Regions from separate parts of the Mus musculus genome. Here all the other regions are linked to region 1. A link is a contact called in public Hi-C, HiChIP or PLAC-seq and promoter capture Hi-C data. All regions are on one chromosome and are shown on one strand. The core of a region is the stretch at or near the end of the contact, and the rest is flanking DNA. Distances in the headings are between cores, read along the strand shown.

What was found. Promoter capture Hi-C pulls out the DNA fragments that hold promoters and counts their contacts. A called contact is a pair of places that touch in the nucleus more often than the background predicts. HiChIP or PLAC-seq counts read pairs in DNA pulled down with a chosen protein or histone mark.
Region 2: a contact with region 1 is called in an HNF4G HiChIP or PLAC-seq map of pancreatic cancer cells. The contact joins the promoter of Stn1 here to the promoter of Cnnm2 in region 1. A contact is called at or near these places in 1 of 39 promoter capture datasets (pre-B cells) and 1 of 115 datasets of contacts at active chromatin or transcription factors (pancreatic cancer cells).
Region 3: a Hi-C map of CD8 T cells shows a contact between it and region 1, with 6 times the contacts expected there. The contact joins the promoter of Hps6 here to the promoter of Cnnm2 in region 1. A contact is called at or near these places in 1 of 484 Hi-C or Micro-C datasets (CD8 T cells) and 1 of 115 datasets of contacts at active chromatin or transcription factors (memory CD8 T cells).
Region 4: a promoter capture Hi-C map of pre-B cells shows a contact between it and region 1, with 3 times the contacts expected there. The contact joins the promoter of Elovl3 here to the promoter of Cnnm2 in region 1. A contact is called at or near these places in 3 of 39 promoter capture datasets (cranial neural crest, pre-B cells and stem cell-derived epiblast-like cells), 1 of 484 Hi-C or Micro-C datasets (the N1E-115 cell line) and 1 of 115 datasets of contacts at active chromatin or transcription factors (pancreatic cancer cells).

Annotation. Positions count from the first base shown.
Region 1 is chr19:46,760,050-46,763,232 of GRCm38.p6, forward strand. Cnnm2 (cyclin M2) reads left to right here and starts at 1,560. Exons shown (of 8, transcript NM_033569.3): 1 at 1,560-3,183. The coding sequence starts at 1,724.
Region 2 is chr19:47,535,417-47,538,599 of GRCm38.p6, forward strand. It overlaps Stn1 (STN1, CST complex subunit), which reads right to left and starts at 1,703. Exons shown (of 10, transcript NM_175360.3): 1 at 1,398-1,703; 2 at 780-955. The coding sequence starts at 933.
Region 3 is chr19:46,001,727-46,004,909 of GRCm38.p6, forward strand. It overlaps Hps6 (HPS6, biogenesis of lysosomal organelles complex 2 subunit 3), which reads left to right and starts at 1,752. Exons shown (of 1, transcript NM_176785.3): 1 at 1,752-3,183. The coding sequence starts at 1,900. The region is part of intron 1 of 4930505N22Rik (RIKEN cDNA 4930505N22 gene); the gene reads left to right.
Region 4 is chr19:46,130,247-46,133,429 of GRCm38.p6, forward strand. Elovl3 (elongation of very long chain fatty acids (FEN1/Elo2, SUR4/Elo3, yeast)-like 3) reads left to right here and starts at 1,653. Exons shown (of 4, transcript NM_007703.2): 1 at 1,653-1,927; 2 at 2,878-3,009. The coding sequence starts at 1,824.

The DNA.
Region 1 (3,183 bases), core at 310-2,809:
CTCTGGCTTTTGTCAGGAGATGAGGAGTTAGGGGAGGGCTCAAATATGGGAGCAATGGGCCCTGGGTTGACAAGTCATTAGTTGGAAGGTCAGGGGAATGGTTGAGGACAAGCATAAAAGAAGACAGAATTGCGGCCGGGCGTGGTGGCGCACGCCTTTAATCCCAGCACTCGGGAGGCAGAGGCAGGCGGATTTCTGAGTTCAAGGTCAGCCTGGTCTACAAAGTGAGCTCCAGGACAGCCAGGGCTATACAGAGAAACCCTGTAAACAACAACAAAACAAAACAAAACAACAAAAAAAAAAAAAAAAAAAAAAGAGAGAATTGCGAGGATACCGCTGAAATGAGCCCAGAAATCACTCGTCCTGGAAATTATAAAAAACACTGTGGGTGTTCACAAAAAAGGAAGAGTATTGTGTTTATGGAATACAAAGTAAGATCAGGAAAAACATTTTAAAACGCGCTTCAGTTGGGAGGCAGAAAGTTCAGTTTGGGAGCTACTGTGCTACCGCATCTAGTCTGATGCAATGGACTTGAGAGTCCTGGTGAGCTGTGCTCCACAATGAATCTTCTCCGGAGCTAACAGCGTTTGACCTGTGCATTTCATAATAAGCTTTCATGGGCCTTCTCAGGTTGCTCTCCCCTTCCTATTTCCCCAAATTGCCTGGGTGCACGTTAAAAAACAAAACAAAACAAAACAAAACAAAACCAAAAATAGGGTCCATCTCATTCTGTGATTATAGCAGGACTACAGGAGAATCCCTGTGATGACAAAGTTTGGGAAGCTGACCACACTTTGAGAGGTTTGTTGAGAGCTAGAAAACAGCAAAGGTCGTCCGTGAGGGCCGGCAGGTGGCGCCACATGATCGTGAGCAGCTGAGGGCTCACAGAGTCACGGAGACCGCAGGTCCTCGGCGTTGCTAGGGCCACCCTGTCACCGCGAATCTCCAGAGGAACCGCATGCAGGGGTAGTGGGCTGGGGGGCTTGACTAGTATCCCGATTTGGTTTTAGGCTATGTGCATCGTAAGCTGTCTCCAGTCCGGCTCTGGTGCTCCCAGGGAAGGAGGGCTCAGCCCATTCTGCGGCGACACGGAGCCCCGTGGAGCCCGCAAGTCCCTGCAGCAAGGACCCGAGGCCTCGCGCCTCAGGGCAGTATTGCAGGGCTGCCAAGCCGCGCGCGAGGATCTACTACAGAGACCCCACAGGGAGCGCCGCACCCGCGGACCGCTCCCTTTCATTGGCCGCCTGGAGGAAGACCACGCCCCCATCCCTACAGCGCTCATCTTTGACTGGCTCTTGCATCCGGGATGGCCACGCCTCCTCCCCGCGCATACACAAGAGTCACGCGCCTTTCAGTTGGAAACTTGGCATGCAGAGGAGGACAGTGGCCCTCATCTCCCCGCCCACCTCCCGTGCCATTGGTGCGGCACGCCGACTGCGACCACGCCCCCATTCCAGCCCCCTGGCTGGGAAGGCGGGCACCCGCTCTTGATTGGCTGGCAGACCTGCCTCTCGCGGGAGAGGCTAGCACGCCCCTCCCTCCGCTCCCTCCTCCCTCGAGCCCGGGGGTTCCTCAGCTGGCTCAGTCCGAATCAGTGTCATTCAGAGAGAAGGACAGCTAAGGGCTGGGCGCGAACGCGCGGTTGCAGTCCTGCTCGGGCGCCGGTGCCTGCGCTCGCGCCGCCGGGTGGGAAGGATGAAGCCTCAGCTGGAGCAGCCACCCTATGATTGGCTGTGGCGCTTGTGAACCCGAAGTAAAGATGGCGGGCGGGCAGGCAGCCGCCGCACTGCCCACTTGGAAGATGGCGGCGCGCCGCAGCCTCAGTGCCCGCGGCCGGGGGGTCCTGCAAGCAGCTGCGGGCCGGCTGCTGCCGCTGCTACTGCTGAGCTGCTGCTGGGGAGCGGGCGGCTGCACAGCGGCCGGCGAGAACGAGGAGACCGTGATCATCGGGCTGCGGCTGGAGGATACGAACGACGTGTCGTTCATGGAAGGGGGTGCTCTGCGGGTGAGCGAGCGGACCCGGGTCAAGCTGCGGGTGTACGGGCAGAACATCAACAACGAGACGTGGTCCCGCATCGCCTTCACTGAGCACGAGCGGCGCCGGCACACACCCAGCGAGCGTGGGCTGGGGGGCCCCGCGCCTCCGGAGCCGGACAGCGGCCCCCAGCGCTGCGGCATCCGCACCTCAGACATCATCATCTTGCCCCACATCATTCTCAATCGCCGCACATCGGGCATCATCGAGATCGAGATTAAACCGCTGCGCAAGATGGAGAAGAGCAAGTCTTATTACCTGTGCACGTCTCTCTCCACGCCCGCACTAGGCGCCGGCGGCTCCGGGTCTGCGAGTGGCACCGTCGGGGGCAAGGGTGGCGCGGGGGTGGCCGGACTCCCGCCTCCTCCGTGGGCCGAGACCACCTGGATTTACCACGACGGTGAGGACACCAAGATGATAGTGGGCGAGGAGAAGAAGTTCTTGCTGCCCTTCTGGCTGCAAGTGATCTTCATCTCGCTGCTGCTGTGCCTGTCGGGCATGTTCAGCGGCCTCAACCTGGGGCTCATGGCTCTGGACCCGATGGAGCTGCGCATCGTGCAAAACTGCGGCACGGAGAAAGAGAAGAATTATGCCAAGCGCATCGAGCCGGTGCGCAGGCAGGGCAACTACCTGCTGTGCTCGCTGCTGCTGGGCAACGTACTGGTCAACACCACGCTCACCATCCTGCTGGACGACATTGCGGGCTCAGGCCTTGTGGCGGTGGTGGTCTCCACCATTGGCATCGTCATCTTCGGAGAAATCGTGCCCCAAGCCATCTGCTCCCGACACGGCCTGGCGGTAGGGGCCAACACCATCTTCCTCACCAAGTTTTTCATGATGATGACATTCCCCGCTTCTTATCCGGTTAGCAAACTGCTGGACTGCGTCCTGGGCCAGGAGATAGGCACGGTCTATAACCGGGAAAAACTGCTGGAGATGCTCCGGGTTACTGACCCCTATAACGACCTCGTTAAGGAAGAGCTGAACATCATCCAAGGGGCGCTGGAGCTCCGCACCAAGACGGTGGAGGACGTGATGACTCCCCTCAGGGACTGCTTCATGATAACCGGCGAGGCTATCCTGGACTTCAACACCATGTCGGAGATCATGGAGAGTGGCTACACTCGAATCCCGGTGTTCGAGGGAGA
Region 2 (3,183 bases), core at 453-2,952, 780 kb after region 1:
AACAGCTACAGGGTACTCATATACATAAAATAAATAAATAAATCTTAAAAAAAAAGTGAAAAATCGAGTAAGACACCTAAAGGTGCAAACATGAGACTCCCATGAGCATGTACTAGTATACGCACATGTGCTAAACAACGCTTTACAGTTTCCACTGGAGTTTCTCAAGGGCCCACCTACTGCAAGCAGATGCTGTCATAACTCACAAATAAGCTAGGTGACGTCCTTCCTCCCAGGAGTTTCTATTACTTCGAGATTAACTCAAACTAAAACCAACCCCCACATGTTTACTGAGAGGACACGGACACTTTGCAGAAAGTGAGTCACATAACCAGAAAGGTAAGTCCCACATTAAGACTTTGGGAGCCTGCCTATCTAGTCCACTCAAAAACAGGCTCCCAAAAGGAGCCTAGGTATTTTAAAGTATGGAATACCTTAAGCACATGTGGTTTTAGTTATGTATTTTATTGAGAAAAGCTCTTATGTAGCCCAGGCTGGCTTTGAACCCTTCATCGTCTCTATTTCCATCATCCGAGCGTTGGAATCTGGTTATGTACAGGTTGGGAGAAAGAGCTCAATGCAAAGCTCAAAGTTTGATCAACTTCAAATTCTTAGGTTGTCTTTAATTTGCACAAAAATCACAGTAATAAACTCTTTCCAAGGTTGAGGCTAGATAACTTTCAGACAGGGCTCTTTAGATGCCCTAAGCCTCCGGCTTTCTGTATCTTTGAGGGTCAGGGTGCAGCACAGGGCGTCCGTTAAGCTGACAGGCCACATACCTGGCACTTGTTGGGACTCCTTCATCTCCAGGATATCCTTGATGTAGAGTTTTGCAAAGGCTAGAAACACAGGATCCAGACCCCAAAAGAGGGGCGGGATCTCCTCTTCCCTTGGACTGGATTCACACTCCATCAAGAGGCAGGGCTGTGGCATCTGCTAACCCAGAGCCAAGACTCTACAAAAGAAAACAAAAATAAGGTTTTAGGGTGTTTAGTGTGGGTAACGGTCATCCAGAAGTCTTAGGAGGGTAACACAGGGGTTCAGGACCCTGTCAAACTTCATGCCTAGCAGATGGCAAAGTCCTTGTATGAGGCTCCTTCGGACGAAATACCAACTGAGAATCAGTTAAACACCAAATTTTCTTTTCAGACGAGGTCTCAGATAGCCCCGGCTGATCTTAATCTAGCTATGTAGTGGAGGATGGCTTTGAACTAGTGATCCTCCAGTACTGGGATTACTGGCATGTCCCATCAGACCTGGTTTATACAGTGCTGGGGATGGAACGCAGGGCTTCATGCAAGGTTTCGTGCAGGCTAGGCAAGTGCTCTCCAACAACTGAGCTACATCCCCTAAATACTAATTCTCCACTTTGAGGATAACCATACACACAGGCGTACCCCAAAAAGGAGTTTTAACGAGTGAATCCGGAGAGTAATGGAGAGAGTCCCTGTGGCCGTGGACTTTGGGGGCCCTGAAGGTGTGTCTATCCAAGCTTCGACCTTTCACCTCTGGGAAGAGCGGAGGAAAGGAAAAAGAGGCAGAAATCAGAGCAGTTTACAACTTCTCCCGAAGCAGGAGCAGCCAGCCAAGATTGCCGAACCAGTTCCGGTTGCGAGAAGGAAGCGAGCACACTCCCGCCGGCGTATTTCCTTCCCGCCACCCGCGCCTAGCTACCGCCAGCCACTCCCGCTGAGGCCACGCCCCCGACGTCCTCCTCAAGGCCACGCCCACCCCACGTATCGGTTCCGCCCACGCCGCCTTCCCGGTCTACATACACCCTGCGCAGGCTCTTGGGGGCTCTCCTAATCTCGGAGATTCCCGAGCCAGCCCGGGAATTCCTGCTGCTCAAATCCCGCCTTCCATGTCACATTTGTCACTCCGATTCCCTCAGACGGTTCCAGGAAATTGGGACGGGATCAAACTTAAATTTTCTTTTTTAAAAGTAGGGCAGGGGGTTGTCTTGACTGATTAAAGCAACAAACAACGAAATTAGGCAATGGGGTATTTTACTGTTTCTTCACAGCTGGTAATGATCCCCTGACATCGTAGGGATGCTACAGTCTCGCTTGCAGATGTTCTGCTCTAAACCTGAGGCCCCGAGAGAATGAGAGGTCTTGTCTCTAACGGAAACCACCCCTATGAGGTTTCCTCCAGGATGTTGTGCCTTTAACTCTTGAGAGACTGACAATTCTTGTATAAACCATGGCCACCTCCTTGGAGCCCTGTCTCCACTGTCTCCACCCATATAAATAAAGACGTTTTTCCCTACTCACAGGGACTCACACGCCTAGGAGAGGGCAGGTCACTCACTCCAGCGGCAAAAGAGGCAGGAGGCCAAAGAGATCATTGCTAAACTATCAGAGAAGGGCTGGGATGGAAACTGGGTGTCATTAGAACCATGGCTTTCAGTTACTGCCCTGGCCACAGAAGGAGCGGACAGTGTCTCCCAGACTCTGTGGCACAGAATGGCTGGGCCCGTGGAGTTTAAGATCTGTGTAAACCCAATCCCTCTCTACTAGAAGAGGTTCTCTCCCAAGGAAACATAGTAGGATGGATGCTTCCAATTCACCTGTCAGGTAGAGAAAGACAGGTTGGGTGACATTCTCAGGACTGCACACCTCTGCGCCAGGGTGGAGTCCAGGGACCAGTCTCCGCTGTCCTCAGAAGTTGAGGTATTTTCAGAAATGACGCTCAGAGCTCTCAGGGCTAGAGCGCTGGACTCTGGGTTTACTGCCAACCTGGGGGAGGGCCACGCCTTGTGGTATAAATAGAAGCAGACTCCCCTGATGTCATCTTTTACAGTGATGGAGGACTCTTTAGAGGGGAGTGTGCCTCTTGATCTGAGCCCCAGACCTGAGGAGTAGATGGTAACGAAGCTGAGGGTGAGCTGTAGAATTCCAGATTGAGGGGTTTGCATGGAGCTTTGTAAAGATCTCAGCCTCCCTCCTGTAGAACTCCCAGACTCCAAGCCTTCCTGGACGATCCTGAAATCTTCAACCCCGCAGGACCAGCACAACACCCTACAACATTCAAGGCCGATCGATATTTTAAAAGTCAATGCTAGGAGCCCTTTCTTTTGGCAACTTGGTGCCAAATAACAAATTTTATAGACTTTTTTTTTTTTTGACAGATAGTATCATTCTTTCCAGAAAGCTAAGGTTCCAGCAAATTCTTCGGAAAACA
Region 3 (3,183 bases), core at 502-3,001, 760 kb before region 1:
AAAACATGTTTTTCCATAGAGGCGTAAAGACAACAATAGTCAGTTGTAATCAATAACATAAGTTAATTTACTCCTCTCTGATACAGCTGGGGAGGGTGCAGAGGTTATCTTGTTTATTGTTTATAGACTCGTTTATTCGGAGTTCTCCCACAAGGTCTCAGCTCCTCACAGCTTCATCCGTGAACCACGTTCCCACACCTGAGTTTGATTCCTGACACCTGTCTCAGTCACTCTTCTATTGCTGTGAAGAAATACCACAACCAGGGCAACTCTTTTTTTTTTTTTTTAAGATTTATTTATTTATTATATGTAAGTACACTGTAGCTGTCTTCAGACACTCCAGAAGAGGGAGTCAGATCTTGTTACAGATGGTTGTGAGCCACCATGTGGTTGCTGGAATTTGAACTTCAGACCTTCGGAAGAGCAGTCGGGTGCTCTTACCCACTGAGCCATCTCGCCAGCCCCAGGACAACTCTTATACAAGAAACCATTTAATGAGGGGCTTGCTTGCAGTTTCAGAGCATCAATCCATTATCATCATTGGCAGAGAGCACGGTGATGCACACGGCAGTGAAGCAGTAGCTAAGAGCTCCAGTCCCATCCACAGGCAGACGGGAACCTGGACCTGGCATGGGGGGTTGAAATCGCAAAGCTCACTGCCAGTGACACACTTCCTCCAAGGAGGCCACACATAACTAATCCCAGTTCTTCTCAGAGAGTGCCACTCTCTGATGACTAACTATTCAGATATATGCGTCTGTGGGAGACCATTCTTAGTCAAACCACCACAGGAACCACGTGGTACAAGGCAAGAACCAGCTCCGAAAGTTGTCCTCTGGCCTCTGAGTGGGTGTTGTGGCGTATGCCCATAATATTGCACGCACACAAACACAGACACACATAGATACACACACAAACACACACACATTCAATATAATTTAATTTAAATTTTTAATGAGGAAGGCAGTGAACAGGAACAAAGTAGAATAATATATATATGTGTAAAAATGCCAGCCATAGCTTGGTCAATAAAGTGCATACCTCAAAAGCTTAAGACGCTAATTCTATCCTCAATGCTTGGTATTGTGGTTCGAGTCTATAATCCCAGCGTGGGAGACTGAAGCAGGAGGATCTCCCGAGCTCATTGGCTGGCTAGCACAACCTAGTGGGTGAGAGGTCCTAGTGAAAGAAGTTCTCTCAAAACAGTGTAGAAGGTTGGCTTCTGAGGAAAGACACTGAGGCTGACCTCCAGCCTTCACAGGTGCACACAGGACTAAGAATATGGAGGAAGGGGATGCGATCATGAAATTCATTACTTTGTATGCTGACTTCAAATTTAAAACATATGTATAAAGACCAGGGATGGTAGTGATGAACTTTAATCACGGCACTTGGGAGGCAGAGACAGGAGAATCTCTGTGAATTTGTGGCCAGCCTGGTGAGCGGAGGGTTGTTAACCTTACAGTTTTTCCACTAAATTTCCAGGCGGTTGAGATTTGCTATTTGGTCAGGGCTGATACGGTGTCAGTACTCAACCACAAATAAGGTGAAAGAGCGAGGTTCAGAAAGAAGGGAGACGTTTTGAGACATTCTCACGGTGCCTAGGAAACTTGAATCCAGAGCGGGGACCCTTGGGTGCTGCGGATGCTCCTCCCTCGGACATCTTCCCGCAGCTCCGCCCCCGGCGCGCAGCGCTAGCGGGGCGTGCCCTGGGGCAATCCCGGACCTCGCCTGGCGGGGCGGGGCCGGGCGGAGTCGACGTTCAGTCCAGGGCTTGGCTCACCTCATTCACCAGGGACGGAAGTGTCAGCCCTGCACTCCCCCGGGTACCAGGACTAGCAGTCCGGCCTCGCCCCACTGGGCGATCAGGCCTTGGCTAGCTCCTGCGGCAGAGGCGTCATGAAGCGTGCAGGAACTCTGCGCCTGCTTTCGGATCTGAGCAACTTCACCGGCGCGGCCCGGCTCCGCGAGTTGTTGGCGGGGGACCCAGCTGTCCTAGTCCGCTGCAGCCCTGACGGCCGCCACTTGCTGCTATTAAGACCCCCCGGATCGCCCGCCCCACAGCTTCTAGTGGCTGTGCGTGGGCCCGGCCTGCCGCTGGAGCGTGCCTGGCCGGAGGGCGACCCCTCGCCGCTGGACGTCTTTTTCGTGCCGTGGCTGGCGCGACCCGCGCTGATCTTGGTATGGGAGAGTGGCCTAGCAGAGGTTTGGGGCGTGGGGATGGAGCCTGGATGGAAGCTACTTCAGAGCACTGAGCTGTGTCCGGATGGTGGAGCCCGCGTGATGGCCGTGGCCGCAACCCGAGGCCGCCTAGTTTGGTGCGAGGAGCGTCAGCCGGGTGTTAAGGACCAACCAGAGCAGCTTTCAACGGCCTTCAGCCACCGTGTGTGCTTCAAGACCCTGGAAACCAGCGGGGAGGCTGGCACCAAACTAGGCTGCACCCACATCCTGCTACACCATTGCCCCCTTTTTGGACTGATAGCCTCCCGCAAGGACCTCTTCCTGGTGCCTACTACCAACACTTGGTCTGGTGTGGCCCACCTTCTGCTCATCTGGAGCCCAAGCAAGGGGAAGGTAATAGTTGCTGCTCCATCTCTTGGTCTTTCACACAGTAAAAGCCTGAATCCCAAACAAGGGGACACTTGGGACTTCCGGACCCTGCTGCGAGGCCTTCCTGGATTCCTGTCCCCCAGGGAGCCACTGGCTGTACACACTTGGGCCCCATCTTCGCAGGGCTTGTTGTTGCTTGACTTGAAAGGGAAGGTGAGCCTAGTGCAGTGCCATGGTGGTACTCGAACCGTGGGAATCCTGCAGGAGGCCCCTGTAAGCCTAAAAGGGTCTGCAGCCCTGGGGACATTTCACGGCACTTTAGCCTGTGTCCTGGGCTCCACCTTGGAACTACTGGACATGAGCAGTGGGCGGCTGTTGGAAAAAAAGGTTCTCAGTACAGACAGAGTACATTTGCTGGAGCCTCCAGCCCCGGGCATGAAGAACGAGGAAGAGCTGGAGACCCGAGGAGCCCTACGATTGCTTTCAGCCTTGGGTCTCTTTTGTGTGTGTTGGGAAACTCCCCAAGGCCTTGAGCTGCCTTCAGACAAGGACCTGGTGTTTGAGGAGGCCTGTGGGTACTACCAGCGTCGGAGCCTTCGAGGTACCCAGCTTACCCCAGAAGAACTGAGACAC
Region 4 (3,183 bases), core at 403-2,902, 630 kb before region 1:
TGAGTATGAGGTGTGTCTCAGTGTGTGTGTCTCAGTGTGTATATATGTGTGTGGTGTGTATATGTGCGTACTATGTAGTGTGTATGTCTTTGTGTGTCTGTACATGTGTGTATATGTGCATGCATGTGGTATGCTTATGTGTGTGGTGTGTGTGTATATGTGTATATATATGTGTGTGTCTGTATGTGTGTGCATATGTGTGTATGTGTGTGCATGTGTGTGTGGCATGTGTGTCTGTATGTGATTCTGTGTGTACATGTGTGTGTATGTGGTAGTGTGTCTGTGTGTGTATGTGGTGTGTGTGCCTGTATTTGTGTCTCCATGTATGTGTGTGTGTATGTGTGTGGTGTGTCTGTAGGAATTATTTCTTTGAGACACTCAGTCTTTCAGTGAACCCAGGGTTTGTGATTTTCCCCTAGGCTGGCAGCCTGGAAGCCCCAACAGTCTTGTCTCTGTTCCCACATACAGTGGGCAGGACAGGGTGCAGGCTGGTTATGGGGTGTTAGGTTCTGCACTCGGGTCCTAATGCTTACACGAGTGCTCATAGTCACTGAGTCAGCTCTTCACCACCTCAAATAGTTCTTAGTTTTCTTTGCACTTGTTCTATAGATCCCCATCTCCTCTCAACTGTTTTCAAGCCTTCTGGTTTTCCTTCACTTTCTTAAAGCCAAGAAAGAAACAAGGGACAGCCAGGTAAAGGCTTCCCAGTTTCTAAGTATTTTTTGTTCACTGGGACTAGATGCCTTGGTGAAGGAGCAGATTCAATTGGATACGTTCAGACTGGGAAGGGGAACTGTAAGCCTAAGGAAGTTCACTGGGTCACCACCTACTTTAAACCCTTCCAGGCTTCTCCTGCACCTGAGGACAAGGAGCCCAGAGGGTGACCCCATTTTTCTCTCCAACATTTTTACTGGGCGTCAGACGAGACAGTTCCGGAAACTATAAAGAAACTGTAACAGCCTGAATTGCCGCCTCCTCAAATATTAACAACAACAACCCAACAGTAAAATTCATTACATCCATTCCCCTCCTCCTACAAGCACAGATCCAAAGACAGAAGTGGTCAGAGCCGTCTTCCTTATGGTCCAGCTTGGTCTTCCTTATTCCAGCCTGGGTTTCCCAAGGAAACTGTCGACCCCATATCTGGAAGTGTGCACCAGAAGCCAAGAGTCCCTCCGCTTGCTCGTCAGGGCCAAGTAGGTGAAGATTAACGCAAAAGGAGGCAGAGGCTACAGGTGACTGTGTCAGAGGTAGACTGGTCTGCCTGGGTACTCGGTGAAATCAAGGATTGGGGCGCGGGGGGGGGGGAGGGGGGAGGGGGTGTGCTTATGAGTCAACCTAGAGCAGCTGGTGGAATTTAGAAAGAAAGAAAGAAAGAAAGAAAGAAAGAAAGAAAGAAAGAAAGAAAGAAAGAAAGAGAAAGAAAGGAAGGAAGGAGGCGGGTGGGGGGAACGGATTTGGGGCAAACTTGGTTCTTAGGGGAGGTGCCCCTGAGACTGATCAGTCAGAGAGGAGGAGGTCCAGGGGCGGGACAGAGATGTCCCTTGGCTAAGATTGGATAACTGCTGAGGGCGGGAGCTGGCCTTGCACCGCCTGGGTTCCCAGTTTAGTAATTGGGGATATATATACGGCAGGCACGGTCACTGCAGCGCGAGCGGGCTGGTTAGCAGCGCACGTGCCAGGCTCCGGGGCCCTTCTGCTTATACACAATTTCTTTCTGTCCTGGGTTTCTTCGTCCCTGAGACCCACTCCATCTTCTACTTCTTTGGCTCTCGCCCAGCTCCCTACCCCAAGCTCTGTAACTCGTCGTCTGCAAAATCGAAATGGACACATCCATGAATTTCTCACGCGGGTTAAAAATGGACCTGATGCAACCCTATGACTTCGAGACGTTTCAGGACTTAAGGCCCTTTTTGGAGGAGTACTGGTGAGACCTGGTGATGGGGAAGGACCAACTGCTTTGAGGGAAATGGAGACAGGGAATGAATGCCTGTAAAGTCTCCGACGACGCGCCCGCCCCGGTACTAGCTCCGATTCCCCTGCCCCGCCCCCTCTTTTAAGATACCCCTTTAAGAGATTAGCTCTAGAAGAAAGGGCTCAGAAATGAGAAGTTGGAGAGAGGGATGTGGGAGGAGACAAAAACAAAGGGAAAAAATGGGAACTATAGCTGAGGAGAGATTGACCGGAATGAAGCGGTTTTTTTAGTTGACTCTCAGAGAGAGACAGAGAGGCACACACAGACACAGACACACAGACACATACACAGACACACACACACACACACACACACACACACAGAGAGAGAGAGAGAGAGAGAGAGAGAGAGAGAGAGAGAGAGAGAGAGAGAGAGCCCGAGAGCCCAAGCGAGCCTTCCTGTGTGGGCACCTAGGATTAGCGTGTCCCACACACAATTATCATGTTCCCTTAGTGTGTCATCTTCTCTGATGTCAAGATAACACAAAAATGGGAACCCTGTCAAAGCTTTCCTGAGGCTTTCTGTCTTAGCCCTAAATCGTCCCAGACGTGTTTGGTGGGGTGACTTTGTTGTTCAATCTCGTCTTGCCATAAGTCAGTCAGATGTTGCTACACTATCTTACACCACAGGTTTGGACAGAGTAGTTCTTGGCTGGGGGCAGACAACTGTCACCTTCATTGAGACCTCATTGACAAAGTCATAATTACAGAAATCTCAAATGTGCCCTGTGCTAGGTACTTTAGATCTGTGAATACTGCCAAGGCACCCCACTACCCCATAAAGATAAGGAAACCAAAGCATCATACTGCTGAAGCTCTAGTATAAAGGAGCCCCTTTGGGAGATGAGCGGGCATTCTTTTAAGCAACGCCCACTGTGAATCCATCTGTTTTCTGCCCTCCAGGGTAAGCTCATTTCTCATAGTGGTCGTCTATCTGTTGCTCATCGTTGTTGGCCAGACCTACATGAGAACGCGGAAGAGCTTCAGCTTGCAGAGGCCTCTCATCCTCTGGTCCTTCTTCCTGGCAATATTCAGGTAAGTTAGTCCTCCACCCCATGCTCTCTGCCTGTTCTTTAGTCCTTACATCTCCATTTTACCCTGAGGGTTTCTCAAATCCTCAGCCACGTCGACTTCTTTTCCATAGTACCTGGGTTTTCTCTCTTCCTTGAGCCCAAGGCTATGGTCTCTGTTCTGTTCCACCCCTCTTTA